4 separate regions of the Mus musculus genome follow, and all the other regions are linked to region 1. Evidence: chromatin contacts called from public capture Hi-C and promoter capture Hi-C data. All regions are on one chromosome and are shown on one strand. The core of a region is the stretch at or near the end of the contact, and the rest is flanking DNA. Distances in the headings are between cores, read along the strand shown.

Region 1 (2,849 bases), core at 243-2,742:
TAACCATTCTGTAAAAACAAAACAAAACAAAACAAAACAAAACCGACTTTAGGCTGTACCTTGATAGCTGTTCTAGCGAACGGATGGGGGAGGGGTGGCTTCAAAAGGCCCTGCCCACACCCAGCAAGCTGCTGCCCTTGCCTCCTATGTTAACGGGGCTGTGTGACACAGGGTGAGTTGCTTGGCTTCACTGTGCATCCATCCTTTGCTTAAGTCCAAACTGGAGGTGCAGCTTGCTGTGAGGATTAAACAGAATGATGCATTAGGGGGTTGGGAGCGTGTAAGGATTATGATATGATTGGTGGTTCTGAGGACCCTAGGCAAATTGCTTGTGTTCTTCCACCGGAAGCCTTTCACTCCGTGTGGCAGGAGGAGGTAGAACCACGTGTCCATAGCGTGCCTAACACCCAAGGGCTCACCAAGCAGGGGCCACCGTGGCCACTGGCGAGGACAGCTCGGTGCTGGTGTAGTGGAGTCCTGGGATACTGTAGCTGCACCAGTTTCTTGGACTCCTCCACAAGTGTGTAGAGACAGGAATGAGGAACGTGATCCGTCCCAGCAGCCCCCGGGGGAGCCAGACCATATCTGGTATCTGGTATGTCTCTCTGGAATGATTTTGGGGGAATTCACCAAAGTTGGAACTTAAGACATGGACTGCCGGTAACCCCTGTAACTCAGGGATGTGGCGCTGCCCGTGTGCATACCCCCCACAAGGGGACTTGGTGCCCGGGGTGGGAGTCAGCTTACACAGCACAGCGCCGGCTGCCTGGGCCCGCCCTTGAATGGCCGTGAACTTGTTTTTCCACGTCATTTGCTCTCAAATGTACTATCGAGCTGGGCGACGCTAACACAGCGGCTCAGGTCCTTCCTCATAACAAGCGATTGTGTGTTCTTTAGAGGTGGCTGAAGGGGAGGAGGGGGGCCTGGCCTCAAGGAGGTGGGGAAAGGGAAACAAACCTGCCTCACAGCGAGCGTGCGTGTCCTGGGGCCAGCTCCCCCCAAAGCACATGCCATTTCTGTCCCTGGAAGGGGTTAAAGGCCTCCTGGAGTCAAAAACAAGCAGGTGTCCCACCGTGCCAGAGACCGCTGCCTAAACTGCTTCCAGCTTTCCCCCCTTCTGCAATACGTCTGTGATCAGCCACGGGACAGAGGCGCCAGCAGCCTGCCTCTGACAGGCTTCGGGTTAGCTCGCTCCCACTCGGGTGGTGCGCCCAGGATATAAATCCAGGCTCGAGCCCCTGCTGTGTTCCTCTCCCTACGCACCCGGGGTGGGGGGTGGGGTGGGGGGGAACAGAGTTTCCTTCCAAAGACCTTTCTTTTATCTGAAGCCTCACAGCCCAGCAGGCTGCACTTGGTGGAGCCAGTCACAGCAGCTGAAGCCAGCAAGCAGGCTCAGCAAGGAGAGGCTCACTTGCTAGGGTGAGAAGGGCAGGTGTTGCCAGCCCTGGAGAAGAAGGCCCCCGTGGGCATCAGCTCTTGGTGTCATTACAGGGGTACCCTCTGACCACTGCAGACGGCACCATGTGTGCCCCAGGGTATCATCGGTTCTGGTTTCACTGGGGGCTGCTGTTGCTGCTGCTCCTCGAGGCTCCCCTTCGAGGCCTAGCACTGCCACCCATCCGATACTCCCATGCGGGCATCTGCCCCAACGACATGAACCCCAACCTCTGGGTGGATGCCCAGAGCACCTGCAAGCGAGAGTGTGAAACAGACCAGGTGAGTGAGATTCCTGAAGCCTAAGATGGACCACTTGAGTGGGTTGGTGATGGTATGGGAGCTATGGTGGAGGGGGGTGGGTGGGGATGAACGACGACTCAGGAGTGACTCCAGGCACATAAAGGGACACAGACGCTGCCAACCTAGAGACAAACAGGGCTTGAGTCTGCCTATCACAGCTGAGGCCTAGAAGAAGAGGGTGTAGTGTCCAAATCCATCTCTGAGGACTCTCCTCTTTGTGTTTGTTGAGGGCTGCTGTGGGCTAGCACCATACAAGGCACGCAGCATGGGATAACATGACAGCATAGTGGATGTTCAGCTGCCCACTCACAGGTAGAGGATGGATGCTCACACAGAGTGATGCCAGAGCCAGGGAAGGACAGGTTGGCTTGGAAATATGTCTGTTTGACACATTGTTGCAATTAGTTTCACCAGGCTTTTAGGCTCTTCCTCAGGTTTGAACTCAGCCGTACAGTAATGAGACTCCTGGGCAGAGTGAGCAGGAGCCAATCTGTACACGCAGTCTAAGTCTCCTGGGAGGGAAATGAACTGAGTTATCACCTCTCTGACTCTTCAGTATCCCCACATGCTCCTCCCTCGTGGATGCTGCTGTAGTCAAGAGCCACCTCCAGACCTTCTTCCCTGGCTACCAGATGGGTTCTTCTAAGAGCCATCCTTGTTCACTCCTGCCCATTGGTTTATCATAGTACTCGTGCCTGATTTAGGTGTGGCCACTACCAGGCTGGCCGTCTCTGAGGGTAGCTCAGAGTCTCCCAGGGCTTTGGGTATGGATTAGGCATCACTAACAAACATGGGAGAGCCTGGTGCTTCTAGAAGTAGCTGGTCACCTTGAGAAAGCATGAGGCTTCCCATGGAGAGAATGGCTGCTGCCTCACATTCTCTGAGGACCATTCTCAAGCCTCTTAAGACAGGTGCTTCAGTGGTACACAGTGGTAGGATGCTGCAGTGGTACACAGTGGTAGGATGCCCCAGTGGTACACAGTGGTAGGATGCTGCAGTGGTACACAGTGGTAGGATGCCCCAGTGGTACACAGTGGTAGGATGCTGCAGTGGTACACAGTGGTAGGATGCTCTAGTGGTACACAGTGCTAGGATGCTGCAGTGGTACACAG
Region 2 (2,849 bases), core at 260-2,759, 340 kb before region 1:
TGATGTAGATGCTGGTCTTGAACTTCAGTCCTCCTGCCTCAGGCTCCCAAATAATTAGAACTTTTAGGACAAAGCTTTCCACTAGCCACTCCAACAAGCCACGTTCACCCACCCAACCCAAATTTCTACATAGGAAATATAGTCAATGTGGCCATCTTTGGGGTAGTGACATGAGTGTCAGACTTGAAAAGTCAGGACTGTGAGCAGGTGGTGTTGGTGATTAAGAATTCCTGGCTGTGGTGTAGCTCTGCTCTTCACCTATAGCCCTGGGAGGAAGCAAGATCTATTGTTGATAGCAAGAGAGAATGAATCTGAGTCCTACAAAATAGTAGGTTGATAGCTCATGGAAAAGCTGGGCTGCATGCCTTACCTTAAGATAAGATGGGAAGGAAGGGGCCACCGTCCTCGGATCTCCATAGGTCACATGTGCACTGTGGCACAAGCATCCGCAGAGATGTGTGAGCAAGTGTGAGCGTGTGCGCGCTCTCGTGCACACACACACACACACACACACACACACACACACACACACCTGCTCCATTTTATAGCTTCTCTACCTTTGAAATGGTATCTTGTCTGGGATTTGTCCTGCCTCAGGCCCTACTAGGTTTAGTAGATGAGAACCTTTGTGACTTCAACCTTGAAGGGAAATGAGATACTTTTATCTCTGCTTTCTAGGTAGACACTTTGGCAGGAGCAGAGGTAAGCAGGTTGTCACAAAGTGAAGGGGACAGGTGAAAAGGGAAGGCAGAGGTGCCAGGCTTTCCTGTGGTCCGGAGTCAAAGGTTATTAGCAAAAGTAACTTCTAAACAAACACCTCTTACTAGATCATAGATGTGCGCCACCACTCCCTACGCTGTGCCCACCCCCTGTCTCCCTCCCTTCCCCTCCCTCCCTTCTCTCCTAACCTCTTCCTTTTAAGTCCCAATCCCCTGCAGGAGCATGAGACACTCTTAACCCGAGACATCTCTTCAGCATTTCTTTGTTTTTAATTTTACTTGCCTTTAAGTTTTGTTTGTGTTGAGATGGGATCTTGCTGTGTAGCCCAGGTTGGCCTCAAACTCTTGATGCCTTCGGTGTACTGAAATTACAGCCTCACATGCCTGGGTGAATATCTATCTATCTATCTATCTATCTATCTATCTATCTATCTATCTATCAATCAATCTATCAATCTATCTATGAGGTACTGGGGATCAAACTTACGCCTTTGCACACCAAGCCAGTGTTTTATCACTTAGCTAAAGCACTGTTTTTGTTTCTTGAGTACAGGTTGGACTACGAACCCCAGGCTATCTCTGAATTCTCTATGTAACCCAGGCTAGCAGAAAGCTCTCACTAGGCAGTGAGTGATGTTTATTAAAGAGAGTTTGTGACAGAGCCTCTTCTATTAAACTTTGGTGTGTGGCTGACGATGACCTTGAACTCCTGGCTTCTACTTCCTCGGTGCTGGGATGAGGACCGCCAGGCACCACCACACCCAGCTAGATTTTGGTGACTTCTGCATTCCATTGTTCAAAGGGTTTCTAAGGAATTTTTTTTCCTTAAACCTTTTCAATAAGTGAGGTAAGAGGGTGGCTCCATAGGTCACAAAGTCTATGGAATCCTTGCTATACAAGATCACAAGAGAGTAGAGTTGTTTTTACTGTTAACAAGGTAATAACCTTGTTTGTGAGAGCCCCTGAGAGCCATCTACAGCAGCCAGGAAAGAGATAAGGTTAAATTCAAAGGTCATATGTTCCTTCATTTCATGCATGCACTTTGCTGCTCTACCACTTTTACTTCAGATATCTCTGCAAAAAAAAAAAAAAAAAAAAAGAGTATTTTCTTCACATGAGCAATCTACCCTATACCACCACCACCACCCCACCAAGCCAAGACCGAGTTTCTCCTTGTATCCCTGGCTGTCCTGGAATTCGCTCTGTAGACCAGATTGTAGTGTTAATTGTTAAGTGTATTGTTAATTGTGATGAAAATTTCAACTACTAGCAAGGGAGAGATTTCAGATTCTAGCAAGCCACACTCCGGGATGTCACATCCCTTTCCTTTCCCATGGTCCTTTCTTTTCCTAGTCTTCCTAGCCTGTCTCATTTTCTTCTACCTCCTGAGTTCTGGGACTAAGGCACACCACCATACCTGATCCTAATGTCTTTTATTTATCATTATTTTTATAAGATTCATTCAAATTATCTGGTTCAGTCATTAAAATATTTTTTCTTTCTTTTTGTTTTTGTTTGTTTGTTTTGTTTTTCGAGGCAGGGTTTCTCTGTGTAGCCCTGGCTGTCCTGGAACTCACTCTGTAGACCAGGCTGGCCTCGAACTCAGAAGTCTGCCTGCCTCTGCCTCCCAAGTGCTAGGATTAAAGGCGTGTGCCACCACTGCCCGGCTCATTAAGACTTTTGCTGTCCTTCCTATGTGAACTTACGAGCAATAAGTCACTATAAATCTTTTTTTTTTTAAATTGGTGAACAGGCATTTGGACAGTTGCATACTGGAGGTGGCACAAATCGTCCAACCTGGCTTCAGAAATTAGCTCACCGATATGTGTGGTCCTGTCTCAACTTAAGTTCTCAATCTTCAGTGTAGGGAAATACTGACAGAGCCCAGTAGCTTGGCCATCACTTCCAGTGTCAAGGTGTCCGTCAGCTCAGATATAGGTGTATATTGAGGCCAGTGGTTAGGTCCAATGAGTCTCTAAGGAAGGCACCGCAGTCAAAAATCTGTCATCCACATAGCAAATAACAGAAAATTAATTACTTAGTAAGCATTCATCCTTCCGTCTGGTTCTAGGGAGCTAACCCCAGTCTTCATTGAAGGTCAGGCAAGTACTCTATCTACGGTAGCCACAC
Region 3 (2,849 bases), core at 171-2,670, 280 kb before region 1:
TTTCCTCTTTTGCTCTTTTTTTTTCTTTTTTCTTGACATGGTTTTATATAGCCCACACTGGTCTAAAATCCTCTGTGTAGCACCGGATGACCTTGAACTTCTAATCCTCTTGCCTTTATCTCCCAAGTGGGAGGTCTTCTTTAGATCCACACTAGTCTACTGCTCTCACCACCCTGAGCAAGAGATAAGATGTAGAACCCACCACATTCCGGAAGGGCTATTTTTGTTTTTAAGCATTGCACAATTGAAGTGACTACCTGCCTGGTACCTACATACCTTCCCTTGACAAACCATACCAGCTAGGGACTAGCTCAATGACAGAACACTTGCCTAGTGTGTACAAGGCCCTGAGTTCAATTTCCAGTGTTGGAAAACAGAACCAAACAAAGTTTCATTTACCCATGCTTGGAGATGCAGCACATCTGTAGGCTCACTGTTGGGAGTTAGATAGAAGGATCTGGATTAACCCCTGCCTTAGCTGTAGTAGTAAAGTCTGAGGATAACATGGGTTAAAAGAAATATCTTTAAAAAGAAAAGGAGAAAAACAAAAACCATGAGCCCTCCTCGGGGAGGTTGTCACGTAGCCTGCCGTTTTGCTGCTAGAAGCTCTTTCCTTCTCCACAACTCAGTCTGTCATTCATGCACACCACATTTCTCAAAGAAACAGTAGCTCCAACGCGCACTCCCTAACCCCCCATACCTCATTTTCATAACCTGTCCCTTGGAGGACACAGGTGACAGAGCATCTCCCTGGAGTGTCCTAAATGCCGCCCCAAGTGTCCCTGAAGTGAACTGAACCAGAGATGCTGTGAGTGTGACTGAGAAGGGAGGCTGCCCTTGGAGCATGTGTCCAGTCACAGGGAGCGAGGTCGAGAGGAGTTTGTAGTAGTCCTGGAGAGGGATCCAACCTCAGAAACAAACCTGATAATTTCTGAATGCTTTAGAGCTCTGGGTAAAAATGAATAAAGGAAGGAAGGAATGACGTGGATACACTTAGAAATGTGAGGTAACGGGAAAGTACATCTTCACGAGAACCAAAGGCAGCATGTCTATGCAAAGACCCCAAATCTGGTAAAAGTCTGACTGGCCTAGGAAGTGATGGCTGATTAGTGGGCAGGGCAGATGACAGGCCGGTGGAGGCGGAGTCTGGGGCACTTAAACTAGGAAAAGTAGTCAATGCATGGTCAGCCTGGTGTGAGATGAGCGTGCCGGAAGCCTGAAGACTGGTCAGCAAGCGGTGACCCAGAGCAGAAACATCTGGGGAGTCTAGGTGGGAGATCCTATGGCGGCCGAGGTTGCTACTGTCCCCATTCCAGTCACTCAGCTTCGGCCAGTTCCTACAGCAACCCTTTGTCAGGCCCAGTCGATGACGCCTTGGCGCTCTTTAGCGCCTCCTGTGACGTCAAGAGTCTGACCGGGGCATTCTCGGGGTCTGCGAACAAGCCTAAGGAGCCGCTTGCGGTGCAGGAGCGCGTCATGATGAAGAAGATTACTGAAAGGCAGTCCCCGCTCAAGTTGCTCGGTGGGTGCGCGCCCCCTGCGCGTGGCGCTGGTTGCTATGGACGCTACGGCGGCCGCTTGAGGGCGGGATCGCGGCGGGGGCTGCCGCGCTGCGCAGTCATCTTAGGGGCGGGGAGCACAGGGCCAAGGCAGGTAACCCCGGACGGCACCATGAAGGCCATCAAGAAGGAATCCCGTCTCAAAATGCCAACCAGCAAGATCCTGGAGAACGCAGAGAGCGTCAAAGGTTGGCCCTGGAGGCCTTGGGTGCTCAGGAAAAAACAAAACAAAACATACAGGGATGCTTGGGAAGGGATTAGGACGCAACAGATACCAGGGAGGGTCACTGTAGCCTTGGAGTACAAAACATGGGCAGAAATCTCAGAAGGGAGGCACAGGGTCCTGATGTTTGGTGGAGGTAACATGGCAAGTGAGGTACTAAGAGAGAGCTTCCGGGGTCAGTGGCAGGGGACAAGCCTTGGGACAGGAGGAGTAAGAGAGCTCCAACTCAAATCATATATTAGGGTGGTACAGGTGGCAGACTCCTGGGATGAGATGCCCAAGAACCAGGGAGCACCTGATGAGGTTCTTGGGAATTGAAGCAGGGGCCACCTAAGAGTCTTGGGGGGGGGGGGAATCCACAAGTAAAAATAACACCCAAAACTCTTAACTCCATTGGTTTCAGAGTGCTATTTATGTCTTACCACTTGGCCTTTCTAGCCTTGTGACAGATATCTAGTTTAACGTGAACTACCGTGATTGTTTCCATTGGCAACCACTCCCCTTTTTGAAAATTTCCAGCTGGGGATGGAACCCAGGGTCCCTGTGTATGCTAAGCAAGCATTCTGCTACTGAGGTATCCCTTGCTCTGTTTTTTATTTATGGAGGTCTGTCCTGTGCAGACACTGGTTGACACTGGGATTGTGATTCCAACCCTCAAGAAACACAATCAAGACCAGGAGGAATAGCAACAAACTTAGCAAACCAAATATGGACACCTATGGAAGTTATGGGTGCTCAGAGAGAGCTTCTGAACTAGGCCTCAGTTGGTAGACTTAGAGGGAAGGGTTTTCTGCAGTAGATGGCATTAAAGAAAAAGATAACTTAAAAAAGAAAAAAAAAAAAAAAAAAGGAAGGGCTTGCTTTCCTGGGCTCAGAGAGCAGTGCGAATTCATGGATCAAAGAGCATAGGATCCAGAGAACTCAGTGCAGCTAGGCAGGGGCCAGACCATGAAAGGGCTTCCCAAGCAAAGTCAGAAAGTCTTGGTGTGTGACCTTGCAGGCCCTGAGGGGACCCAGCCTCCTAGCGCTGGTACAGCACACAGTGAGGAGAGGGCAGGCCTAGAGTC
Region 4 (2,849 bases), core at 136-2,635, 270 kb after region 1:
CCTGTTTTTTTGAGAGACATATTCTCTCTATGTCATCCTGGTGGCCTCTAAGTCTTGATGATCCTGCTTCAGCCTTCCCAGTGCTGTGAATTCATCAGGCAAGGCCCTTCTCATTTGACCAACACCCCAGTCCCTCCATTTCATTAAAAACAAAAGACAAAAAACAAAACAAAAAAAGCAAGCAAGCAAACAAACACATCATCTGGGCTGGCAAGCTGGTCCAGTGGCTATGAAGCACACACTGTCCTTGCAGAGGACCCAAGTTCCGTTCCTAGCACTCACATCAGATCACTCGCAACTGTTTGTAACTCCACCGCCATTGGAACTGACCACTTCATACACTGACATACGCGTGTACATGTAAATAAATAATAAGAGGCTGGAGAGATGGCTCAATGATGAAGAGCACTGTCTACTCTTCCAGAGGTCCTGAGTTTAATCCCCAGCAGTCACGTAGTGGCTCACAATCATCTATAATGGGATCTGATGCCTTTTTCTGGCCTGCAGGTATACATGCAGATAGAGCACTCATACATAAAATAAATACATCTTAATAAGCAAACAAATAAATAATGCCGGATGTGGTTATGCCTTTAATCCCAGAACTCGGGAGGCAGACTAAGAGGGAGTCTCTGCGAGGTCATGGCCAGCCTGATCTACACAGTGAGTTCCAGAAAAGTCAGAGTTACATAATGAGACCCTACATACAATAATAACAACAATAATAAAACCCTCCTCCCGCGTTTCCTACCATCAGGTATTCACTATAATTCTTGGCTCTCAGGTAATAACGGGCTTTCTCCCTTCATGTAGGTCCTTTTGATTATCACTTCTGCAGAGATTTCTCAGCCTTAATTTTTTCCCCCTGCTCTGTTCTTTCTTATCAGCACTTGCACTGTGTGTTCACTATCAATTTTCTCTTTATTGTCGCAATTCTCAACCCTACTAGTAAGCTCCCAAGTAAACTTCAACCCTAGGCTCTAGAATGTTCCTACCCGGCACATAGGATTCAGTACATTTGTTGCTTGACAGAATGAAGGGAAGGTGGAATGACACGGCCACTGAAGCTCTAGTTGTGACTTCATGCAGTGTGAGCGCCACCTGTCGGGAAAAACTAGATTTTCTCGGGAACGGAGGAAGTGAGTCACAGGCAGCCGTAGGGGAGAAACAGAAGATGGCCGCCAGACAGGGGGGGTAAAAAAATCCAAAACACCACACCCAGTGTCGGAAGTTAAACACTGGGCGAGTGCTCCCTAGAATGACATCCGACTCCCCAGAAGAAGCGGGGACCGGCGGTGTACCGCTAAAAGGGCTCCCCTGAATCGGAACTGTCCGAAAAGGTTCCGTGCGAGCAGCTGCGGGGAACCACGTGAGGCCGGGGAGCGTTTCCGGTGCGGGCAGTCGCAGCCGGCGGTAAAGCCTTGTCATCTGAAGGGGTAAGAGGGGTCAAGTTGAGAGTCAAGGAGACAAGTTGAGGGTTTAGGTGAATGGGGAGGGAGGTGGGCGTTCACTAAAGGGTGCACTCTCCGCGGGGTGTTAGGGAGATGGCAGGCAGGGAGATGGCAGGCTGTGGCCAGGTACAGACCTGTCAGCTTGATACGCCACGTGGGCTCGCCTTTGTCCGTGGCCGCAGTTCCTGTCCGGCTCGCGGCAGGGCTATGCCTTATTCTCTTTCCAGTCCGCTGTTGGGCACAGAGTTGGTACTCGGGTGGTGCTTGCTGAATGAATGAATGACACTCTCTGTGTGTGTGAATGTGAGTGAAGAGAGAAAGAAAGAGAGATCGGTATGCAGAGGCTTTCATAGAGGATGTTTCAGCCATTTCTGAATAATCTTTCCTTCAGACATTCTCCAGCTAGTCTGTGGCTTCTGTCTTTCTCTTTATGGGGGGCGCGATTGCCACTTAAGGCCTGCTCTTTGCTCCTATTGACTGCGAGACCCCGTGGTTTGGTATCAAAGATAGGTGGACTGGCTTACAGACCGGGCAGGCGAGAGGGACAGGAAGTCAGGAACAAAAATGATCATGCAAAGGTTCATGCATGCCCTAGCTCACATGTGAACCCCAGAAGGTAATTTTGTGGAGCGGGTTCGTGGGACCCAACACATGCTTGTAGTACAACTCAAGGTCTGCTAGGCCGTCTAGCTGGCTCAGGCCTCATTCTTAGGGTATAAAATTAGAGGTGAACCCAAGTTTAGAAAGACAGAGCCAGGAGCCGGTGTTGCTGTCCTCTTAGGTATCGTCTTTCAAGGTGGAGTCTCCTTTCATCTTGTGAGGCAGTGTACCCTGGAAATGGAACATTCTGGAATGGATGTTCTCCAGGTGTCTTCTTCCTGGATGATGCCCCATGTTAGGTATTGGGCTGTGGTTTTTCTCATAATCCACAGTTCATTGGTTAGTTACAATACTCATTGCCCTTTCCCCATAATATGTAATTTAATAAATGTTAATTGCTAGTCTTACATAATGGACTTTCAAGTTTTTATCTTTTTATTCTCTGACAATTTTCTACATGTATGTGATATATTTAGTCATTTCACCCTCTCCCCTTACACTCTCTCATCTAGCCTGAATTCTTCCAACAAGTTCTCTCCTACTTTCATGTCTTATATTTTTTCTCTCTGTGTGTGTGTTTGTGTGTGTTTGAATGAGTTTAATTGGAGTTGCTTGCTTGATGGATAGAGGAGTTATTTGCTGTGGCATGGACAGTTTACCCATGGCTACATCAGTGAAGAGTGCCCCCCCCCCCTTAATTGCCAATAATTGCCAATAGCTCCCAAGGCAGGGATAAGGCCTTGGGCCTTCTGAGTCCCTCCCCAATCTATGATAGAACATAGTCATTGTTTGTTTGCT

The links. Promoter capture Hi-C pulls out the DNA fragments that hold promoters and counts their contacts. Capture Hi-C pulls out chosen DNA fragments and counts their contacts.
Region 2: a contact with region 1 is called in a promoter capture Hi-C map of embryonic stem cells, with 2.2 times the contacts expected there. The contact joins the enhancer-like site here to the promoter of Wfikkn2 in region 1. A contact is called at or near these places in 7 of 39 promoter capture datasets (3T3-L1-derived adipocytes, the HPC-7 cell line, cranial neural crest and 4 more) and 1 of 9 other capture datasets (adipose tissue).
Region 3: a contact with region 1 is called in a promoter capture Hi-C map of adipose tissue. The contact joins the promoter of Mycbpap here to the promoter of Wfikkn2 in region 1. A contact is called at or near these places in 1 of 39 promoter capture datasets (embryonic stem cells), 1 of 15 datasets of contacts at CTCF or cohesin (the NIH/3T3 cell line), 5 of 484 Hi-C or Micro-C datasets (the AML12 cell line, brown adipocytes, cortical neurons and 2 more), 2 of 115 datasets of contacts at active chromatin or transcription factors (embryonic stem cells and pancreatic cancer cells) and 4 of 9 other capture datasets (adipose tissue, embryonic stem cells, liver and 1 more).
Region 4: a capture Hi-C map of embryonic stem cells shows a contact between it and region 1, with 4 times the contacts expected there. The contact joins the promoter of Nme1 here to the promoter of Wfikkn2 in region 1. A contact is called at or near these places in 17 of 39 promoter capture datasets (the C10 cell line, the HPC-7 cell line, the SN4741 cell line and 12 more), 8 of 484 Hi-C or Micro-C datasets (the G1E-ER4 cell line, Th1 cells, embryonic stem cells and 1 more), 6 of 115 datasets of contacts at active chromatin or transcription factors (embryonic limb bud, embryonic midbrain, embryonic stem cells and 2 more) and 4 of 9 other capture datasets (adipose tissue, embryonic stem cells, liver and 1 more).

The regions. Positions count from the first base shown.
Region 1 is chr11:94,241,222-94,244,070 of GRCm38.p6, reverse strand. Wfikkn2 (WAP, follistatin/kazal, immunoglobulin, kunitz and netrin domain containing 2) reads left to right here and starts at 1,492. Exons shown (of 2, transcript NM_181819.2): 1 at 1,492-1,716. The coding sequence starts at 1,522.
Region 2 is chr11:94,579,146-94,581,994 of GRCm38.p6, reverse strand. All of the region lies in intron 1 of Acsf2 (acyl-CoA synthetase family member 2), which reads left to right. Among named protein-coding and RNA genes, the nearest start is that of Chad, 16 kb to the right of the region's middle. Within about 2 kb of position 1,509, at least 10 of the 459 cell types and tissues checked have an H3K27ac peak or open chromatin away from gene starts, as enhancers often do. A contact at or near this core is called in embryonic stem cells, where this site is marked.
Region 3 is chr11:94,520,073-94,522,921 of GRCm38.p6, reverse strand. It overlaps Mycbpap (MYCBP associated protein), which reads left to right and starts at 1,420. Exons shown (of 19, transcript NM_170671.2): 1 at 1,420-1,522. The coding sequence starts at 1,477.
Region 4 is chr11:93,966,808-93,969,656 of GRCm38.p6, reverse strand. It overlaps Nme1 (NME/NM23 nucleoside diphosphate kinase 1), which reads left to right and starts at 1,385. Exons shown (of 5, transcript NM_008704.3): 1 at 1,385-1,436. Gm35198 (a long non-coding RNA gene) reads right to left here and starts at 1,152. Exons shown (of 3, transcript XR_388959.3): 1 at 996-1,152.